Regions from separate parts of the Zea mays genome. Here region 1 is linked to region 2. The links are chromatin contacts, called in public Hi-C maps. All regions are on one chromosome and are shown on one strand. The core of a region is the stretch at or near the end of the contact, and the rest is flanking DNA. Distances in the headings are between cores, read along the strand shown. Region 1 holds the start of LOC100281107. Region 2 has its middle 51 kb from the start of LOC109943022.

Evidence for each region. Hi-C and Micro-C count contacts between places; a contact is called where the count stands out from the background.
Region 1: a Hi-C map of leaf shows a contact between it and region 2, with 10 times the contacts expected there. The contact joins the promoter of LOC100281107 here to the enhancer-like site in region 2. A contact is called at or near these places in 4 of 25 Hi-C or Micro-C datasets (ear, leaf and an unstated tissue).

The regions. Positions count from the first base shown.
Region 1 is chr10:107,879,185-107,883,535 of Zm-B73-REFERENCE-NAM-5.0, reverse strand. LOC100281107 reads left to right here and starts at 2,047. Exons shown (of 4, transcript NM_001371991.1): 1 at 2,047-2,168; 2 at 2,284-2,473; 3 at 2,572-3,009; 4 at 4,089-4,351. The coding sequence starts at 2,116. The coding sequence ends at 4,196.
Region 2 is chr10:107,788,300-107,792,312 of Zm-B73-REFERENCE-NAM-5.0, reverse strand. No RefSeq gene overlaps it. Among protein-coding and RNA genes, the nearest start is that of LOC109943022, 51 kb to the left of the region's middle. Within about 2 kb of position 2,297, at least 8 of the 20 cell types and tissues checked have an H3K27ac peak or open chromatin away from gene starts, as enhancers often do. A contact at or near this core is called in ear and leaf, where this site is marked.

The DNA.
Region 1 (4,351 bases), core at 798-3,297, 91 kb before region 2:
GACTCCGCGATGGCGGTTCGACTCAACGGGAGTTGTCCGATTAAACGAGAGTGCTACATAGCAATCACATGACGCAGCCAAGTTCGTACGACACAAATACTGCGTCGTGTTGCCAGGGCGCAGCCAATGCCAAAACTCAGCTGTTTAATAATTTAGCCTGATCGGCATGTCCGGGTACCCACGATACAATTCAATCGCTCGACGTGAGTTCAAAAGCTCAACGCAACACAAATATTTAGAGCGATTTGAGTATACACAATATAACCTTCACATGCATTTTAATAATTTTCTGCTAATTATTTACTACGGGAAATAATTATTAATGCAGAAAAAAATGAACACCATAATTAATATATGAACATAACACATCATATATAAAAGACATTTATCCATTTTTAAGTATGTATTTTTAACCAATTATTTGCGACAGTCATAATTAATAAAGATAAAAAAACATGCGTAATTCGTCACTTCAATGAGATATTAACCGCTCATTGGTTGCTATTTTTTTTCTTTTAGCTACACAAAATAGCATTTAACTAGCCAAAGGAATGAGATTACATGTAGCCATGCACATGACTCCGTCCACAGCTCCTGGGACCCACTCATAAATACAACGCTTTGTACGGAAGCGATGTGCATGCCAGCAGGTACGAGTGCTAAACTGCTACACATGCAAACGCCAACTGCTACTCATTTTTCTTTTTCGTTTTTAACTTTTTTCTTATCTTTATCTAACTCATGCAAACGCTAACCGTACTCATGCAAACTCATGCAAACGCAGTCGCTCTTGTCTGTTATCCCATCCGCAAGAAGCGGACTCCGCGCTCCGCGGACGCCAATAACCACTAGCACAGTCAACAAGTCATGTGAAGTAGCGCGCGGCTAATGGCGTTCGCACGACCTCAGACGTGGCGGCGCGAGGGCACGACCTCCGGCGTGCAGAGCGGCTGTCAGCGCTCAGCGCGTGGGAACGACCTCCGGTCTCCGGAGTGTAGAGCGGCTACGGGCGCGCGGCGGTCCCGGCGCTGGCGTGGCTCTCAGCGCGTGGCTGGCACTGGCACGTGCGCACAGGCACGGCCTCTACAAGTGCGGGGAGTCTGAGTCGAGCCTTACATGAGATGGTGGGGCAGCGACGAGATCCCCACCGGGACAAGCAGGAGAGCGGGGAGACGAGCGTTTGGCTAAGCGAGATCCCCACGAACAGTAGATAAAATAAAATCATACCGTTCGACTGTGTAAACGGAGAATCGAAGCCTGTCGCGTAGGACAGTTCGGCTAGGCCGATGACCTGCCGGCTTGACGGAGAGTTGATGCAGATCTGATCTCGCAGCAACGTCGAGATAGAGCGTGCTGATAACGTGTTGAGAACTACGTTACCACGGATCACCAGATCCGCTCCCTTCCCTCCCGTCAGCAGTAGAGGCGCAAGAAGTTGTAGAGTACTCGTCTCCCTTCCCATAAGCATGACAGAGAAAACACACGAGACACGATGTAGGGTTGGGCCTCTGGCCTCTTTCTCTTCTCTGTAATATGAAGGGTTGTACAGGTTCCTTATATAGAGATGTGAGACCCCTCAAGGGCAAAGCAGGTATTTGCCCATATAACCCTAACTAGGGTTACTTAACAATGGATACACAAGAGGTCAAGACGATAACATCACACGTCACATCATCAATTTGCCGCCACTTGAAGCGATCGAAAAAGCAGATAAGCTCACGTGCAGGGAAAAAAATACTAGTACCTGAAATAAATAATTAAAAATCGCGCACGTTGTCCTCACTACTGGGAGTGTTGAGTGGAGTGGGCTTTTTACCTTCGTGCGGTTGGGCTGCCAGGCCGGCCCCACCACGGGATCCCTTTCCGTCCTTCCCTCACGTTTTTTTGTTTCTTTCCTTCCCTGTTGGGGTCGTTACGCGGACGGGGAGACCGGGAGGAAAAGCGGAGCTCACGCGTCCGCTCCGACATTGCTGTACAAGGCCCCACACGTCAGCGTCAAGGGTCGGAGCCTATAAAGAGGCTCGAGAGAGACGAGCAAGCAGGCAAGCTCACTCAAGGACAAAAAAAAAAAAACAGAGCGCAGCATTGGAGGCGAGGAAGAGCTGTCGGCCGGAGATGGACAAGTACTGGGAGGAGACGCAGCGCTACCTGGAGTACGAGGAGCTCAGGTACGAGTACGAACTACGAACGAACGAACCACCAAGTCCGCGCGCCGCCGATACAATGCGCGCGCCGACCGAGCATTCATTCATCTATCCATTCCTCCGTCGGTGGTGGTTGCAGCATCTACTTGGAGGCGCAGGAGGACGCCATGTCTTGCTACGACTCCAGCTCGCCGGACGGCTCCATCTCCCACTCGTCGTCGTCGGCGGCGGCGTGCGGCAACAAGAACATCCTGATGGAGCGCGACCGCCGCCGCAAGCTCAACGACAAGCTCTACGCGCTCCGCAGCGTCGTGCCGAACATCACCAAGGCAAGCGGCGGTCACGCACTCACGCTGCGACCGACCGACGGTCGTCTGTCCCGTCGTCGTCCGTGCTCTCGGCATTATATTATATTGCATGCATGCAGATGGACAAGGCGTCGATCATCAAGGACGCCATCGAGTACATCCAGCAGCTGCAGGTGGAGGAGCGGCGGGTGCTGCAGGAGCTGCGCGTGCTCGACGACGACACCGCCGCCGCCGCCACCGCGCAGGTGGAGTGCTGCGACGTCGACGGGGGCCTGCTGCGACGGGAAGCCGAGCGCGCGAAGAAGATGAAGCGCGCGCAGTCCGTCGCCAGCGGCGCGCAGTCTGCTCCGCCTCCGCCCCCGCCGCCGCACGTCGAGGTGCTGGAGCTGCGCGTGTCGGAGGTGGGCGACCACGTGCTGGTGGTCAGCGTGACGTGCCGCAAGCGACGCGACGCCATGGCCAGGGTGTGCCGCGCCATCGAGGACCTCCGGCTCCGTGTCATCACTGCCAACGTCACCTCCGTCGCCGGCTGCCACGTGCACACCGTCTTCGTCGAGGTACGTCGCCGGTGGCATGGCATTTGGCATCACATGGGATCGGGATACTCTGTTTTTTTTTCTCCTTTTTTCATCCTTGACGATGGATATGACTGACATGACATGGGCGTCGTGCTGATGTCACGGGCCGGCCGAATACGTGTTGACACTGACGCTGACTTTTACCACGGCAACACCCACTGTTCACTACGCCTTTTCGTTTCCGGTTTTCAGTGTGGAAATGGAAATCTGGATAGTCACGTGCTCGATCAGTCGATCGGATCCCCACATTCACATGGCATACATAGCTCGCACGTGCTTCAGATGCAGGATTGGGAAAGAGAGAAGAAGCTGGGGGCTGAGGATCTCTCCCCACCCGGCTCGTATCATGCCATGACAATCACACGCTGGGTGGGATCCCATCACGTGCGCCATCTCTCCCCTCGGCGTCAAACGCACATGGCGTACTGTAGTAGTACTAGCAACCACTTTTTGCCTTTTTTTGGTGATTCAGACTTGATGAAAATGAAACAGATTAAGCGCGTGGGGGAGGACATTTGTAAGAAATGGACTTAGCGGCTGTTTGTTTAAGATCATAATTTAACTTAGGGCTAGTTTGGTAACTCTATTTTTTTAAAGGATTTCTATTTTTCTAAGTAAAAATAAACTAATTTTTCTTGGAAAAATTAAAAATTTTGGGAAAATGGGGTTGCCAAACTAGCCCTTATTTTGAGCTAAGTGTCGGTTTGTTTGAGATTATATAATCTCTATAGGTTATATAATCTAACTTATTTTAATCTAGCACTTAATTCAAAATAAGTTATATTATATAATCTGGACATATTAGAATCCTGAACAAACAAACTCTAAGCGTAAGTTAAAAATAAGTTATAAACTACATAATCTAAGCAATTATAAACTCAAACAAACAAGCATCATAGGGAACTCAAAACCCCAAGTTATCCTCAATGGGTTTTGTAGTTTCATTTTTTCGACGTAACAAAAAAAAGCAACAAATTAAAACTCACTATGGTTAGACAGAAACATCATCTTGAATACGGTATGGACGCTTACTCTCAATGCACTGTCTGTATATTCAGGTAGATAAAATCGACCACATCCAAGTGAAGAACATGATTGAGGCTGCTCTCACGTTGCTCGACGCCCCCGGAAGCCCCCACAGCTCGATGAGCTATTACGAGACCTAACTATGTTGAGCAATGCTTTTCGGACGTCTACTAGGTCAACAACTCAGTCCACAATTAACCAGAAAGGAGTATGTCGTGTTTTGCTACAATGTGCTTGTTGTGTTTTTTTTCAACATCACCCCTAAGAGATGATGGTTGTTTCCTCTAAGATGCAG
Region 2 (4,013 bases), core at 1,048-3,547:
TATATGTAGCACTTAACCCTTGCATATGTCAACCCGCACTTACATAGACATCATTAGTTCCTCCAATACCCCAAGCATACCTATCATAACCCAACCAATTTATCGGGCCCACGTACACCAATCCTTGCCCTTAAGGCCTCTGATGTCTATGTAAGTGTACCAGATAACTTACTCGGTCGTCGAGGTGCCGAGTTTCGATGAACTTGCTATCTCATTCCCAAAGATCGACATTCACCCATGATTGAAAACATTACAATAATCATCCATTTGAAAACATAAACATCAACATAGGAGATTGAGTGAAAGTCTTTACAATAAAATAATGTACATTAGCAAACTTAAGTTTACAATATAATAGAAGTAGTGATTATTACAGCCCGAGTAGTATAAAAGTGCTAACTTATTACATTATATGGGAAGGTCATAACTTCCCCAAAGCGCACACAAGAGCTAAACATAACCAAAAGATCTCCATGGGTGAGCCTAACAAAAGTAAAACATGTCTAGCACATCTCTTGCAACAACATATGGAATAAAACCCTGAGTAGGCAATAACTCAGCAAGACTTACTTGACTAGAGAAAAGACTCTTAAGGGTATGCTGGTTAAAATGATTCAAGTTATAGCTTATCAAGTTTCAAAGACTCTTTTTACAGAAAAGCTTACTAACAGTGGATCCTTAAGCTATGTTCTAATTTGCCCGTAAGTTATTTTCTTAATCTTGATTTACCTAATCTAGATTAATCACTTATGTTAATCTATCTTTCTTTTACCAAATTCATATTTCACATGTTACCTATGATGAAGGTCGAAGATCTAGCCTTCATATCCAAGAAGTAACGACGATCTGAATCAATTAATACCCAACTAGGAATTTCCAACCACACGATATATGTAGCACTTAACCCTTGCATATGTCAACCCGCACTCGGGTTTCTCAAGACCAGAACGGGTTCCCTCCACCCGAGAATACGATACCCCACCATCTAGCCTCTTGCCAAGTGGGTACACGTTACTCTCGCCATCTCCCACGCTCATTGCAGGCGAGCTGTTCTGGTATTGGTCCGGTCAAGGCAAAGCTCACCCATGACGAGCTAAAAGGTCCTAGATCAATAGGCCAACAATCGGAGCGGTGCTTAAACGACACAGATGGGCGACCTATCCGGCTCAACGTGTGGTCTCAAATTTTAAACTTATACTCCAAAACCTAGTACCTGATAGAGGCACCCTACTTGAATAATGAATTCATCACTGTGAGTGATGCCTTCATTATTGCAAGTTTTAGTTTTCTAAGCAGGGCTAAGCATTATTAGTTCTCTTTATAAAATAGGTATCAAGTAATGGTAATCAATATTACAAGGGAAGAAATGCATCAAATGTTTCACCACACAACTCCTATCATCTAATGCATCATATAAGGTGATAAAATTTTTAAAAAAATAAGAAAGGGGCAAAGGCACCGAGGCTTGCCTTGATGAGGAGGAGAGTTAGACTCTTCTACAAGAATATCATAGTTAGCTACGTAGCCCACTAGAGCACCTTCAGGAGGACGCTCAGAAAGAACTTCAGATTGAGCAGTTGATTTCTCTTCCACTTCAACTTCAACTTCGTCTAGGTGTTCTACAAGTCAATTGTAGATATATGAATGCTTATGTAATGATATGAGATGCAAACTGTCTTAATAGAGAGGTGGGAGGAACATAAGCATAACTATTTGAAGCATAAGACACACATATATATATTTCTACATAACATAAAACTTGATGAAGGTAACATAAAACTGAATCTACTTAGAAATATCAGAGAGCTAAGCATGTTTGAACTTACAAAACCCTTTATACCGACAAACAACATTGTCTAACTCCTTTTAAACATACACTAATACTAAGTTTAGCGATTAACTCTTTCATTTTTGGCTACCTTTAGGTTTTTAGCCAAACCAATTCCAAACAGGTTCAAAATTTACCCTGAGACTAAAATGGACATGCAAAGCCTACCCAAACAATTTCATAATTTTTGGAGCTCAGAGTTTATTTTTAAAATTCATATAAGTTCGAAAGAGACACCTTTTTAATTACTAAGGATTTCTAACTGCTGAAAAAACTTAAAACTAACTTTAACAGAGAACATATAAGGTTATGAACATAACAAAAAAATTCGTATTTTTGGCATTTTTCTACAATTTCTAACAGATTTCTAAAAGATTTTTCCACGATTTCTAAAACAAGGAACAGTTCTGGGCCCAAAGCAAGGAACCCGGCCCACAACACCTGGAAGCCGGCTCCGACCGACAGCCCACCTCGCGCACACCGGCGAGGAGCAGTAGGATCGGCAGAAGCAGGCTGGTGCATGGCAAGCTCCACCGGCGACAAGTTTATCCGAACCCGAGTAAATATCCCGGCGAGGAGATGTGTTTTACACTCATTTTACAGTCCCAGCCCGAATCACAGCGCCCACGGCCCACATCACACCGGCGGCGAGGTGCATTGCACCTGCGTGAACTGAATCAAATTCAGTTAGCTGAACTGAATGTGCAGACACCCTCCCCGACTGTCAGGGTGACTTTGAGCACAATTTAATCCCGATTTCATATAGCACTACACTTACTTATCTTAACAGAAGCTGTTCACCAAATATAGCTCTACTATTATACTGCAGCAACTCAAGGTCCAGGAGCCAAGGATCAAAAGTTACAGGCCCCAAGTTGAACAAGGTTCAGTTCTCTGAATCTGAAACCTCACTGAATTCTTCTTCTTTAGATGACTGAAACCAAGGACCTGACAGTGAATGTTTTGGGACAGTTTACTCCAAACTTTGTACAGCACCAAGCCCCACTTACTTAAGAGAAGCTATTCACAATTTTATGGCTTTCATTTTGCTATAAAATCCTTAACCCAATTCTCCACGGATTAGGTACCACAGAGCTCCAAAGTTGGGCAAGAAGAAAACTGAAACTGCATTTCAGCTTACTGAACCAAACTCAGAAAACTAGTCTGACAGCACAATTTAGCACACATTTTTCTCCAAGTTCCAAATGGTTTTTGAGTTACAATGCTTAACCAAAGTTACTCTCCTACTACAGCACTACAAGACTGCTTCAGCTACCGTCAACTGAGGGCCCATGGATTAAAAGTTATAGTGCTCCAAAGTTGCATCGAAAGCACTAGAATTCAGATTCAGTTGACTGCACTAAGTCTGAAATCCAAAGTCGACATCACATATTTGGACACCGTTTTCACCCAGTTCCAAGCAATTTAAAGGGCATGACCTTTAATAAGACTTACACTCCTACTGTAGCTCTACCATCTTGCTATAGTGAACAAACTTCCAAGGGCTTATGGATTGAGAGTTACAAGGGCTCAAAGTTGGCTCATTGTCAAAGTTTTTCAGAAATCCAAAACTGACCAAATCTGAATTTTGCAAATTACTCCAGATTTCACTACAAAACTTGAAAATCTCTAGAAATGAAAGTTGTTGTCACACCCAGATTTAAGGGCAAATCAGACCGCATCTCAAATGTGTGCTAGGATCAAGTTTCACACATATGATGACTCATAGTACAAAAATCAATGTCACATCTTTATTGCATATATGGGTTCTATACAAAATAACTAAATAAATACATCATGTAACGACAATGATCCCTATAACCATAGTTGACTGAGAGGCGACAGTCTAAACCTCTCCGAACTCATCGTAACATCCTTCGCTCCTCATTTTGCGGCACTTGTTCTTGACCTGGTGTGAGTTTAGCAAGAGTGAGCTCACATACGTTCATCGCTCAGCAAGTGTGGGTAAAAGTGTAGTGTAAGACTTATCAAGGAGAATGATTAAGGCTGAGCATTGTTTTTATTAAGTTGGTCAAAATTTTATTAGCATTTAATAAGTATATACCAACCCAATTAAGTAATTGATTATGATTAATAATGAATCCCACAATGCCATGTAAATGACAGATTAAATTTAATTTCATAAATTATTCATGTGAGGGTTCGAGCCGCTCATGACTGTGAA